Regions from separate parts of the Zea mays genome. Here regions 1 and 3 are each linked to region 2. Evidence: chromatin contacts called from public Hi-C data. All regions are on one chromosome and are shown on one strand. Each heading gives the region's core, a stretch centred on a gene start, on an enhancer-like site or on the middle of the called end of the contact. The rest is flanking DNA. Distances are from core to core; before and after follow the strand shown. Region 1 holds the start of LOC100280410 (chlorophyll a-b binding protein 4). Region 2 holds the start of LOC103653473 (polypyrimidine tract-binding protein homolog 1). Region 3 holds the start of LOC100382520.

Evidence for each region. Hi-C and Micro-C count contacts between places; a contact is called where the count stands out from the background.
Region 1: a contact with region 2 is called in a Hi-C map of leaf, with 5 times the contacts expected there. The contact joins the promoter of LOC100280410 here to the promoter of LOC103653473 in region 2. A contact is called at or near these places in 2 of 25 Hi-C or Micro-C datasets (ear and leaf).
Region 3: a contact with region 2 is called in a Hi-C map of leaf, with 5 times the contacts expected there. The contact joins the promoter of LOC100382520 here to the promoter of LOC103653473 in region 2. A contact is called at or near these places in 2 of 25 Hi-C or Micro-C datasets (ear and leaf).

The regions. Positions count from the first base shown.
Region 1 is chr4:86,378,168-86,382,856 of Zm-B73-REFERENCE-NAM-5.0, reverse strand. LOC100280410 (chlorophyll a-b binding protein 4) reads right to left here and starts at 2,707. Exons shown (of 3, transcript NM_001317925.1): 1 at 2,482-2,707; 2 at 1,996-2,411; 3 at 1,485-1,904. The coding sequence starts at 2,666. The coding sequence ends at 1,771.
Region 2 is chr4:86,231,285-86,235,546 of Zm-B73-REFERENCE-NAM-5.0, reverse strand. It overlaps LOC103653473 (polypyrimidine tract-binding protein homolog 1), which reads right to left and starts at 2,981. Exons shown (of 11, transcript XR_004857780.1): 1 at 2,482-2,981; 2 at 303-512.
Region 3 is chr4:86,401,365-86,405,665 of Zm-B73-REFERENCE-NAM-5.0, reverse strand. It overlaps LOC100382520, which reads right to left and starts at 2,282. Exons shown (of 3, transcript NM_001175257.1): 1 at 1,647-2,282; 2 at 1,453-1,529; 3 at 108-1,316. The coding sequence starts at 2,203. The coding sequence ends at 967.

The DNA.
Region 1 (4,689 bases), core at 1,458-3,957, 150 kb before region 2:
TTTGAAGTTTTGGTTCAGGTTGAGGCAAGGAGCATGACACTGTCACATGTGGAGCAGGTGCACTGTAGCCTAGCAGTATCAGGCTTTGCCCAGTAGTACCAAGGAGCAGTAGTGCCAGTCGTGAGTGCAACATTGTTGCGCTCTCCTGGTAGCTCACCATTTTGAGTGCTTTCATAGTTCTGGCTTGCGATCCGTTTTTTGGTTGATATATCCTAGAAACTTTTCTAAAGCATTCAACCACTAGTTGGTGTTGTGGTGTTTTTGTTTGGGCTTTTTCTTTATCCTTGTTGGAGTAGAAAGCTTAATTTTTAGATTTTCTAAAGTTTCACTCGTGCATTTGATTTTAGTCATCTAGGGAAGTCCGTCGCCGCCGCTTTCCCTGTGACGGGCCGATATCGAGGATGACGATGCCCCGACTGATGGTCCTCGTTGTCCATCCGTCCGCGGCGGACCGCTAGTGCCGCGTCCGTCCGCCTGCCGCGAACACATTTCCGCGTAGGACCCGCCCTGCCGCGTGTCGGCCAGCGTCGCGCCCGTCCGCGTCGTTTGCACGTCGACCATCGTCGTGCGCCGCACGCGTCGGATCCGCTCGCCCACGCCGTCCGCGCCTGACCTGCCCACACGCGTTGGTTCCGTTGTCGCGCAACCGCCTCCGCCGCTGAAACCCTAATTTGTGGTGGTCTCGGGTAGCTTTTATAGCCAGCTCGAGGCCTGATCTGTTTGAGGTGGTGTAGCTGGATTGAAATAGACCGTTGGGTTAGAGGCTCAGGACTTTCGATCACTATTTGGAAAACCAGGGCTATATATATGTAACATGGAATTTTTTGTCAACTAAGAATAGCCGACGAAAATTAAGTAACTTCCATTGGTTAGGGAAAGTTATTTGTAATTGCTTATTTTTTGTGGGCTGGCAACGAAAACTTGCTAATTTTTACCTATTAATCGGTAGGAGCCAGAGATGGCTGAAAATTAGGCTACGCTAACGAAAATTTGCGAATTTCGGTCAAAAAAGATTTATTTTCATCAGCCTTTGATTTATGAAAATTATTCATATCACTATTATTGTGTCTCAAGACAATCGATCTACCAATGCTACTCGTTTCTTCAGGTTGTATTCTAGACGCCGCCTCGTCGCTCACCTCCTTTTCTGCGAAACATAATATCAGACAATTGATCACGTACACACAAAATCCAAGTAGATCATGGTTATCAAGGAGCTACTTTAGCGTATGCAGTATGCTTTTATATATGGCTCTATCTTCATTAACGGGCTTGCCTGATCTGCACGCACAGCTACCTGATCAGTTGGTCGTTGGCAGTTGATGAGTGATCTGTACTAGGTTGCCTTCCAGCTAGCACCGTGAGGGGTTGTTTCTCTTTGTAATATTACACTATTTCCTGCATATACCATATACAAATGTAATGTTGTATTTTCCTTTTGTTTACCATCATATGGGGCTTTCACATACGTACGTTGAGGTTTTAGAAGTCGTGCTTAATTATAAGCCTATATATCTACTAGCAGTTCTTGTACTAATAATACATGTGCTTCCACAATGAATCGTGAAAAGCACAAAACAAAACCCATCGGGACAGATGATATACACTGATGAAACAATCTCTACACCCTTTATAGCCTCCGCTTCAACTAATGTACATATACCAGTACGTCACATTCCTTAGCCCTCAGTCGATTAAGAACGCATCACACGAACTGTCTTCGAGTCTCGGCCTTTCAGCTCGGACCACATGACCTGATGGACCGTCGACTCAACCCGACAGGGTCTGGATGATGGTGTTGTGCCATGGGTCGGACAGGTGCTGCAGCAGGTTGTCGAAGGGCCCCTTGCCGGTGACGTTGTGCTGGATCAGGAAGGCCAGGAACGCCAGCATGGCCAGCCTCCCTGCAGAATTAATAACGTCAGAGAAGGATCGGAAGTGGCCGACGACGACCGGCGGCGGTGAGATGAGATGGTGCAATGCAATGCAACTCACCGTTGGCGAGCTCCTTCTCCTTGGCCTCGAGCGTGGGCGCGAAGTTGAGCGGGTTGAAGACGCTGCCGGGGTAGCCGCACTCGTGCGGCGGCAGGCTGTAGCTCTTGAAGATGGGGTCCTGGTTGACGCTGCCGGGGTTCTTGATGTCCTGCCACCGCCGGATCTCCACGTAGTGAAACAGGATGAACTCGATCACGAACAGCGTCGACGACGACGCGAAGTACTCCGACTTGCCGGCGTCGTACCACTGCGGCGCGTTGATCAGCCCGGCCTTGGTCAGCACCTCCGGGATCAGCATCCCGGCCACGCCCAGCATCGCCCACCGCCCGTTCACCAGCTCCGCCTGCACGTACCACCTCAGGTTCTCCGGGTCCTCCGCCAGGCCCAACGGGTCGAAGCCATTGTCACCCGGCAGGCTGACATGGCCATGGGTGCGTCAGTCGGCGTCGCTGGCCAGAGTTAATCAGGAAAAGAAACACTACTGACCTGCCGTCGAGGTAGGCGGGGGAGGGAAGGCCCGGGAGCCACTCGCCCTTGGCCTCCGCCTTGAGGCTCCGCCTCGTCGGCGACGCGGTAGCAGTGCGGCCGAGGCGGCTAGAGTGGCCAAGGAAGGCCGACGACGACGACGGGCGCAGGGCTGCGACCGGGGCGCGGGCGGTGACGGACGCCATGCTTCGTCGTAGCGTAGCTTCCCGGTGAGCGACGGTCGAGATGGAGATCGAGCACGTTGGTCCTTGCCGCCAGGATCAGCCTGGTTTGTACTATTAAACTGCCACCTGCCGGGCCGGTCCGGCGGGTGTGGCCAGCAGGCGCCGGCTGCGGCCGACGGCGTAGATACGCCGTGCTGTCGGATCGGACGGACGGGACGCTGCCCGGGACGGGTGTGGCCAATGAGAAGCCCCGTCTCTTATCCAGCCAGCGTTATCCGGATGCTGGGAATGGGATACGGGGGAATCAAACCGCGTGTTGTCATTGGATGGCGGTGTCAGCCATGGCTTGTGCTGGCAGCCACGTCGGACAGGCAGGCCTGAGAAATGTCTGGTTCCGAGCTTTCGTGTCTAGATTCTGTCATCTCATTACTCGCCAGTCCTTTTGCGCTGTGGTGGCCTAGGGGGAAAAAAATCTCGATGGCACTGACCTTGTTTGTGACCGACCGACAAGAGAAGTATCTTCCTGCGCAGTGAGAAGTTTTGGATTAACAGTTCGACTTGCACTACTAGAAAAATTCACTTCTAAGGTACATCATCTTTAATTCTTTATCACAGTAAATAAATACCAATATTGCTGCTAAAAATATTCATAATGAAGTTATGATGAAAGTATTGTCGTCGTGTTTATCGCACCACATATACAACACAATGATAATACAACATAATCCATTACAAAATAAGTGTTGCAAATGTGACGATAAACACGACGTAACCAGCATGGCATCCACGCACGTGGCGGACACGGGGCGTGGTCCTGGTTGACACATGTACGGTAACTTGGTTAACACGTGGCGTCCACGTACGCAATGACGTGGTGGCACATGCGCAAAGTCGTCAAGTACGCGATGACATGGCAAACATGTACGAGATTATGTGGCAACATTCATTTGGTGACATTTTCCGCCTGACACATCATGAACTCCACTGAGGCCACTTCTAGAACAAAGGAAATGTGGAGGAATTTTAGAGGATTGAAAACCTACATAAAATTTTCCTATATGGTTCTTTGGAACAAAGGATTGAATTTCTGCAAATCCTATAAAATTCCTATGGAATGGCCTTTTGTAGTGAGATTTTGTAGGATTTCTAATATGAGGTCCGACCTCTCCTCTAATTTCTATGTTCTTCATATGTTGCATCCGAATGCTCTATTAGAAGTTTTCCTGTGTTTTTAATTCCTGTAAAATTGCAAGTGTCAAGCAATTCTATTCCTATGTTTTTACTGTTCCTACATTTCACCAATCATGCATTCCAAAAAAGGCCTAAATTTTAGGCTCTCTCCTCTAATTTCGGTGTTCTTCATATGTTGCGTCTAAACGCTATATTAGAAGTTTTCCTGTGTTTTCAATTCCTGTAAAATTGTAAGTGTCAAGCAATTATATTCCTATGTTTTTTCCTGTTCCTACATTTCACCAATCATGCATTCCAAAGGAGGCCTAAATTTTAGGCTCCTTTGTACTCGTTGCAAAAACATAAAAAATACTATAATCCATCAAGCACAAACATATGTTCATACATCAAAAAACTAAATGTTCATACAACCAAAGGTCCCAAACACACGAACCAAATCGACGACCACAACTTCACACACATCACGTCAGTTCATAGACGAAATAACATAGACATCGATTTAACAACTTATAAGGACTAGCATTACCTACGCTGCACCTCCTAGCACACAAGATGACCATTGCACTGCAAAAGCCAACCAACATAGGCACATACAAACTAAGTCTGTCTATTACCTTGTGCCAACACACGGATAAGACCATACCCCCAGCAGCTATCAAGACACATTCTAAGATCCTGATACATGAGCATATCAAAGTTGAACATTTAGTTTGTTAGCAATCTGATAGCACTTCATTAGGAAGGCCATACCTCCATCCAAAGTGAGTTTGAGATACATGAGTGTTGGGGGTATCCTTCTCCCGAAGGTCCTCAAAACACATTAACTATTTTGTTTTGTTACAAATGTGTTGCA
Region 2 (4,262 bases), core at 1,732-4,231:
ACAGTAACGTTGCGCATTTTAAGATAAATTTTACTCAGTTTTTCAACAGATTGAAAGATATGGGTCTTATATCATTAATATGTCATATTAGGCAAAGATATACTTTGAAAAGATGCATAGCAACTGAAAAAGGTTTCCTGAGGAAAAATATTATTATCATCACCACAAATGTTCAATAAGAAACAAATAGATAATAATCATAATAATAAACAAAATAAATTTGTAGAGCCCAAGCAATGCAGGAAGCTGCTCAGCCTTTTAAGTGAATACAGTCATACATACATATAGGTACTAACACTTACCAAATGAATGACTTCTATGGTAACATCATTAGGCTGAACGCCTTCAAAAGTTACAAGTAGGACATTGCCAGAAGAATCCCCAGTGCCTTTATTGTTGGTAATTTCTTGCCTGTTTGAATATTGGATATAGACAGTTTTACCGCGAACTTGAGCAGGTTCTGAAGATGAAGCATAATAGGACACCATTGAAATTGCCTGGTTTTGATCTGCCTGAAAATGTGCATGTTGAAGGGACAACTGTAAGGAACACTGACTAAGCAGGAGATTCGAATAATATAGAACTAAAAACTCTGCAAGTGCAGCATACAGTCCACAACTTCAATTTTCTTGTAAAAAATTTGAAAAACAACTGCTACTGAAAAATATTTCATATTCTGCATAGAATAAAATATCTTTCTATAAGATGCCTTCCCTGAGGCCCCACATGATATTAAACAGATCTTATAAGTAACAACATGCCAGCTAGCACTTGATTCCATTGCTAGTAGTTAACATAATAATACTGATGCTGCAAATTATATATCAACTAGACCGGCATTTCATCCCTGGTTCTAGGATGAGGAGCAATCGCTTCTCCTCACCATGCTTAGATTCTAGGAAACACAAAGATTTTCGCGATTATTCGAGTCTCGCTTATTAGTTCAACAGGTGAACTGCTGATTCTATGACAAACAAAAATAATGTAGGCGTTTGGAGAAATTCTTGCTCATTTTCATCTATAAGCGGATTATAAGTGAAACCAAACACGCCCAACATTGGATACAAAGGAGCATTAGAAGATGAAGTTATCATATTCCTCCAAGTTTCATCCTCTTAAACTTCGCCACATTCATCATCACTCAGTAAAATATAATACAACTGTGCACTACTTCATAAAAATACAAAAAAGCTGAGAAAATTATGTGTTTCTCTAAATGTACACAGAGAATCAAGTAAACAAACAAAACCAGTTTTTTCTCTATACAATATCAGCATATCGTGTGTTCCATGAGAAAAATAGTGAATGATAGGACATGTGGGCTGGGCTGTGTGCCACTTATGATGAGTACAATCTCATCCAAATTCTAGCTTACATTAGATTGGACACAACATAGGAGTACTGAAAATCCATGTAAAATAATCACATTAAACCACAAAAAAAAGAAAAATGAACATTAATACCTTAGAATATCAAGCTAGAACAGCATATTCCAAATGCATGGCTTAAAGCCAAGGCATCTAATCTAATAGTGGCACTGTTGTTGTAAGTTGGCACCTCATCTGTAATAGTATACAGCTGTGAAAACAGCAGTCCAACCTAAAAGTTTGATGAAATAATACTAACTACTCCCAACCAGCACCCTGACATCAAACAAAAAACATCTCAATAGATGAGATTAAGGGGTTGTTTGGTTTCTAGGGACTAATTCTTAGTGCCTCCATTTTATTCCATTTTAGTCCCTAAATTACCAAATACGGAAACTAAAATTCTGTTTTAGTTTCCGTATCTAACAATTTAGGGACAAAAATGGAATAAAATAAACTAAAAATTAGTCCCTAGAAACCAAACACCCCCTAAATATCATGAATTACCTAAATCATGATCTAAGACATGTCCCACAGGAAACCTAGTACCTGACGCATATTGCTTATGCTTATAGTTTACCACTATGAACACCATGAAACAGTACAATCACTATGCAATGGTGCAATCAGTAGATGCAATCTCTACAAGGTTATTAAAACGATAAAACATTGAAACGCTCATGGGTGAAGTTTTGACTTTTAAACATTTAAACAAAGTTTAAACGCAGTTTTAAACAACATAGGAAAAATACCAATATATCATAATTTCAGACAATAACATGAAGTCAAATACCAAAAGTTAGTGGCTTACCAAAAACTTCCCCATGAGCCGGATTGGACCCAAAAGTAACTAACAGATTGGGCCCAAAAGTAGCTAATGGTGTAAAACGCTGTGTTTTACAGTTTAGAACGCCAAAACTAAAATGTTGTTTCAACCTCTAATTAGAGTTTTGACCTTTAAACGTAGTTTTAATAACATTGAATCTCTAACACCTAAATCGACAATCGCGAATTCCTCGTAATCTCAGTCATCTCTACAGAAGCCACCGCAAATCGCTACCGACATCACAATCGATCCGAGAAGGAGGAAGTCGAGCAGGGAGCAGGGGCTTACAAACTCGACGAATGCCTGGTTACGGTTGGCGCCGACGTTGCACATGGTGTTTACGACCCTGCCGAAGGGTTTGCAGAGCTCGACGAGCTCCTCCTCGGTGCATTCCCACGGCATGTTCCGCAGGTGCAGCACCTTGGACGGCGTCTGCGTGTACCGAAATTGCGTCGCTGACCCGGACGGCATCGTTGCTTGGGTCGGCTTCCTCTCCGGAGACCGGGCAAGCGGGCGGTAGTGGCACTGCAGCTAGGGTTAGGGTTTGGTGGGTTTTCGTATCGCGGCACGGGGTGCAGCCGATTCGAGGGAGGAAGAAACCGAGCACGTTGCTGAGGAGGGAGACGGGGTTGGCCTATTGGGGAAATGGGGGGTGGGGGATGGGGCTGGCTTGGGCTGCGCTTCGTGACCGTGGTTCCAATCCAGAAGGTGACGATGATGATTGGTGAGGGCATGAGGCGCATCCGGCGAGCGGTCGAGAGGGCGCGCGTGTGGCCCCACGTGTAAGCGACAACTAGTGCGGCTATTTCCTATACAACAAAGCCGGTCCAAAACCACGTTGCCTAGCCTATCCACGTCACCATCTAAAATTGCAGTCGTTGGATCACGCATCGACGTATGACGAAACATCCTACCCTGCGACGCCCGCGAAGCTTCCAGATCTCTCCCAGAGCTCCCATTACCATGGGTGCCCGCAACTACACCACCTCCCTCCCCCCCGCGCCAGTGGAGATGGTCGGCGCTCCGTGTCCCCTCCTCCCTAGCAAAGTAGCCATGTTGTTGTGCGCCCCCGTTCGGTCGTCTCCGCGACCGTGAATCTTCACGCCGCGCCGTCGTGTCCTTCCTGCTTTCGGCTCCAGCGCTCTGGTGTCCGGTGCTCTCGGCCGCGTGCCGGCACAGCTCCACGCCGCGTCCTGTAGAAGGAGGTAGCAGGGTGGTAGGTCAACCTGTCCCCGGGCTTCAAGCACAGGGTCACCGGCAACCTCCAGAGGTGCCCCGCCATATCGCCGCCCTTCCTATCTCCTTCCTCACCAAGCAGTCCCTGTGGTGCGAGGTCTCCCCCAAAAAAACGTCGCCACGAAGTCTGCATCCCCTCCCCTCGGCGCGCACACCGTCACCTCATAGCGCGTTGTGCTCGCGCGGCTTCGCTGTGCGCCCGCCCTACGGCGCAGCCACACCGCGACATAGCCCGCTCGCCGACCTAGCAGCGCCGCCGTGCCTTCGCGCCACCCAACACCGACCATGCTGGGCCTTATGCACGCGTCATGCCGCGACCACAACGCCGCTCGCGTCCCGCCCTAAGGTAAGATAACCAGCTACCCCTTCCTGGGTGCGCCCCCTCCTCCTAGGTGCTGCCATTTACGCACTGCTTGCATTATCATTCGCGACGGTGGAGGACGTGGCATTGGACACGACGGGGATCAGCCGCACATAGAACGGGGTGCGGGTCAAGACGTGTCTGGGCGGGGCCGGGTACGTCCGTGGCGTGCGCTTCGCCATCGTGGTCATGCACGGTGTTGGCCACCCTATCGTCATTGACCAGTTCTACTACGATGTGCCCTAGTAGAGTGATGGCGGCAGCGGCAGTGGCAGCTCTTGTGCCAACCAGACCTCCGCCATGGTCGTGTCCGACGTGTCATACCGCAACACCAGTGGCACGTCGATCCACACCGATGCCATCAGGTTTGCCTTCAGCAACGCCGTGTTGTGCTCTACTCTTGTTGTTTTGTGTCCTTCAAGTGCTCGATTCAATGCCCAAAACGAGTCTGCTTGCTATTCTATTCCAGGGA
Region 3 (4,301 bases), core at 1,033-3,532, 170 kb before region 2:
TCTTAAAAATTTTCCTATGAAATTGAAGGTGGCATGCAACTTTATTCCTACATTTTTCTCATCCATATATTTTTACTAATCCTCTATTTCAAATGAGGCCTTAATATACATTCTAAACCTTTTCCAGTTCTCATGCCATTACCCTCTTAAGGCATCAATCTCACTGATGGCATACAATCTTACTAATAATATAGTAGCTACTACAGTTCTGTACCATGCAATCATCCTTGCATTGTACTGCTACCTCAAGCACACTGCATGCATCATTTGCAGCTGGCCCTTCCTCGAGTTGCAGTCATAATTTTTTTACATGAAACACAAGAACCATTCGCATAAACGAAAATAAACATGCACATCATATTCTGGAACGAAGAGCAGAGCAGGTAGCTGTTTCAGCAGCAGACATTGCTCAAAAGCCTGGCCCCCCTCCCCAAGTCCCAACCTTGAAGGCCACCCCGCCAATCATTCATTCCCTGTTCTCCGACGCTGGGCACATGCAGAGCAGAGAGATGCTTCCGATCACGATCTCCGACTCCGTCCCCTACCTGTTGCCGTTGGGATCGATCTCAGACGAAGTGCCGTCCTCTGCTGCCCCGTGCCTCTGCAGGAATGTACTCTTCTCCCCCTGCACCGGCTGTTGCTCAACGGAGCAGTCGCGCGTACCGGCGCACGTGTGGAGCCACGTGGCGCCGCCGACGGGGGCCTGGCTCTCGGCCTCCGAAGAGGAGGACGTCACGCAGCTGTCGGCGGAGCGGCGGCGCGTCGGGGAGCAGCAGCAGGAGGAGGACAGGGACCCGGTGTCCACCGCGGAGGCCAGCTCCGCCTCCGCGCCGGCTGCCGAGCCCAGGCCGTGGTCGGCGAGGACCTCCTGCGCCCGGCGCAGCACGGACTGCAGGTACCTCCCCTGCGCCTCGATCCTCAGCTGTAGGTGCCGCTGCACCTGCCACCATGTATGGATGTGTGTGGTCATGAATGGCCGAGCTCGGCTTGATCAGCAGCCAAGCACGAACCGGCGGCACACAATCGGCTGAAAGCCTGAAACCTAATGGATTTCACTGCCACAACCACAAGGTCGGGACAATGGTGATCGACCGACCGGACTCTATCGTTTCGTTTACCTCGATCTGCTCCTGCAGCTTCCTCTGCATCCGCGCCACGCTCCTGGAAGAATCGCCATGCGGCTCGGCGACGGTACCGTCGTCGCACTCGTCCGCCGGCTGGTTCTCCGAGGACGAGGACGAACGCTCGTCGGTGCCATCTCCGCTGTCGCCCAGCGGGGAAGCGACGCCTCGGCTCACCGCCACCAGCCGGTACTTCTGCAGCGGCAGTGTGGTGCGCGTGCACCGCATGCACACGGTCGATGGATCAGGAAGGAGGAGGCAAGGCAGAGTTGAGCGCGCGATCGTCATCAACCAACCAAGAGAGAAATAATTCGGCGGTGGCCGGACGGACCTGCAGGTGCCTCTTGAGGTGGTACAGCGTGAGCCCCGGCACGGCCATCGCCCTCAGCACGGACTTGGGTGTCGCCTCTGCAGCCAATGGCAAGGAACGGGAAAGCCGACGTCGTCGGTACGGTAGCATCAGACAAAGGACTGCCTGTGAGGCTGTGACTGTGAATGGAGGGGTGGACAGAAGAGAGGACTCACTGTCTGCGCCGCCGAGCTGGGCCACGGCGAGCACGAAGCGGTCGTGCAGCTGGCGCGTCCACCTGAGCCGCGCCCTGGCCTCGCCGTGCCCGTGCCCGTGCCCCTGCTGCTGACCACCCACTCCCAGCGACGATGCCATTTCCGACGTGCCCACCGCGGCGCTTCGTATCGCAGCGTCGGTGGCGTGGCCAGCATGAGAGGCCGGAGTAGCCGCAGACGAGACGACGGCAGCAAGCAGCTGGTCCTGGCCAAGCAGCGACCGCGGCAGGAAAACAAGCAAGCTCAGCGGGTGATCGACCGACGGTCGATGCCACCGCGAGCCGCGCGGGGGCTCTTATAGGCCGGCCGGCCGGCTGGCTGCGTCGGTCGGTTGCTTTGCTTTCCTGGGACTCCACCACCGCCCCGCCCGGCCCAGAGATATTCCGTCCCTGTCTCCGCCTCCGGCGGTATATGTATGGATACGCCCGGGGCCGCGAATCGGCGGCAAGGCACAACACAACACAAGGGGGAATATGGCGCCGCGCGTGAGGGCAGCAGCTGGGGCCTGGCCGGGCCATGGCAGCATCTTCTTTTGGCGCCCGCGCCCCCTCCCTCCATGTCACCACCGGCACCGCCTCAATCGTTTGCTGCTTTTGCTTTCACTTCTTTGACCTGAAAGAGGGAGAATCTTTCGGCAGTAGGCGCGGCAAAAGCGAAACAGTTCAGCTACAACCCCTCTCGAAAGGATAGAGTTTTTTTTCTTGGTTTTCTTTTCTTTCGAGATTAAAAAAAAAAGGAGACGAGAGAAGCGAAAGGGGGCCGGGGCCATTGCATGCGTCGCATTGCATTGCTGTTGTTCTCTTGCTGTTTCCTCTCACCCTCTCCTCGCCTGCTTGCTCCTTGGACCGGATGGATTCTCTCCTCCCTCGGAACCCCACCACCACCACCAGCACCGTCTCACGACACGAGCAAATGCTGGCTTTACCGGCACACGAAAACTTGCTTTGAAGTGAAGGTAAGATAGATAGGTGGACACACGGCCGCATATGCATCAAAGATGCGCTGTCTGTCCGTCTGCCTTGCTTTGATCTCACTGCCTGGTGTGCCCCGGCCCCGGCGTGCACGATCCGTCAGGAATTGCATTTGGACAGGACAAGCAATTGTCAGAGGAGAGGAGGGCAAACGGAGCATGCTTTTTCCCCTCTCTCTTGATTGAACGGAGAAGAGAAAAAGAAGGGGGAAGGGAAGGGAAGGGAAGGGAAGAGAGAGAATATTATTATATCTGACGATGAGCTTTGCGTTGGGTCTCAAGCGTTCAGGTGGGGGCTTTCAGAGTGGCGCACAAACTGCGCCTTGGCCTGTGGCGGTGACAGGGGAATCAAGGAATCTAATCCAGATCTCGGCGCGCGAAAGCAAGCGACCAAGCATAGCTATCGCGACGGGGATCGAAAGGAAGCTTCTGTCCAAAGCCCCGCCTCGCCTCTCGCTTGCTGGGAGGGACACACGACCGATTTTTTTTATTTTAGTCTCTTTTTTAAAAAAAATAACATTTACTTAACGATTATTTCTTATTTTGGACTCTTTATTTGGCTTCATAGGTTGTGGCGTCGAGCCAACACAGCTCGACATTGTAGCCTGTGACGCCGAGGTCTGATGTGGTAACGTCGTCAAGTGTTGACGAGACGTCGACGTGGCCCTAGCTCGGCGTCACAGATTCAGATAGAGACAATTCTGACAATATTTTTTTTGTAACCTAAGAAACAAGAAGTGTCGTTATGTTATAAAACAGGAATTCTTTTTGGTGTATGTTATCGTCTTTCCATTAAATTGTTTCCATATACTTGGACTTGGTCGCAGCTGCTCTGATCGAGGGGAGAGAATTGTTTTCGCTATTACTATCAACATAAATAACTACCTGTGTAATCCAATAAGTTAACTGTTTCAAAAAAATTAATTGTTTCCATTAAACTGTTTTCATCTATTTAATCTAAGTTAACCGTTTCCATTACTTATATATAGGTCTACATGGTTCCATTAAATTGTTTTCATTAACTGTTTCATTACTTATATATAGGTATATATAGGCATATATAGGTTCCATTAAACTGTTTTCATCTATATAATCTAAGTTTATTTACTTAGTTTAGTTAGTTTAGTTACATAGTTTATTTCGTTTTGCTTAGTATATTTAGTGAATATAGTTAGATAGTTACTTAGTTGTTAGTGAATATAGTTTGATAGCTACTTAGATGTTAGCCTCGTGCTGTTTTCTGTGTTGAAAAGTGTGGATGTCATCCATTGTGTTGTTCGTTTCTCTGCATGTTTTAGAAACCTCATCTTGTAGTGGAGGTGCTGCATAATTTTTTATTGAGACTACTATGTTACTTTTTGTAGATAGAAGGCCGTCCGATTCCACCATCTCCGCCACCGGTAGCTTGACTACACCGCGACCTTAGGTATACCTGTTTTTCACACAGTATTAATCGATTATATAACTACTTGATGTGATTAATTATTTCTTAGTATATATATAGTTAGTATTAAGTAATTAGACAATATCAGATTAGTAAGTATATAAGTATTAGTATATAGTTATAAGTTAGTCATTAGCTATTACTTATTTATTACTTAGTAAGTATTTAGGTATTAGTAGATTAGCAGATGTGGATAGTATTT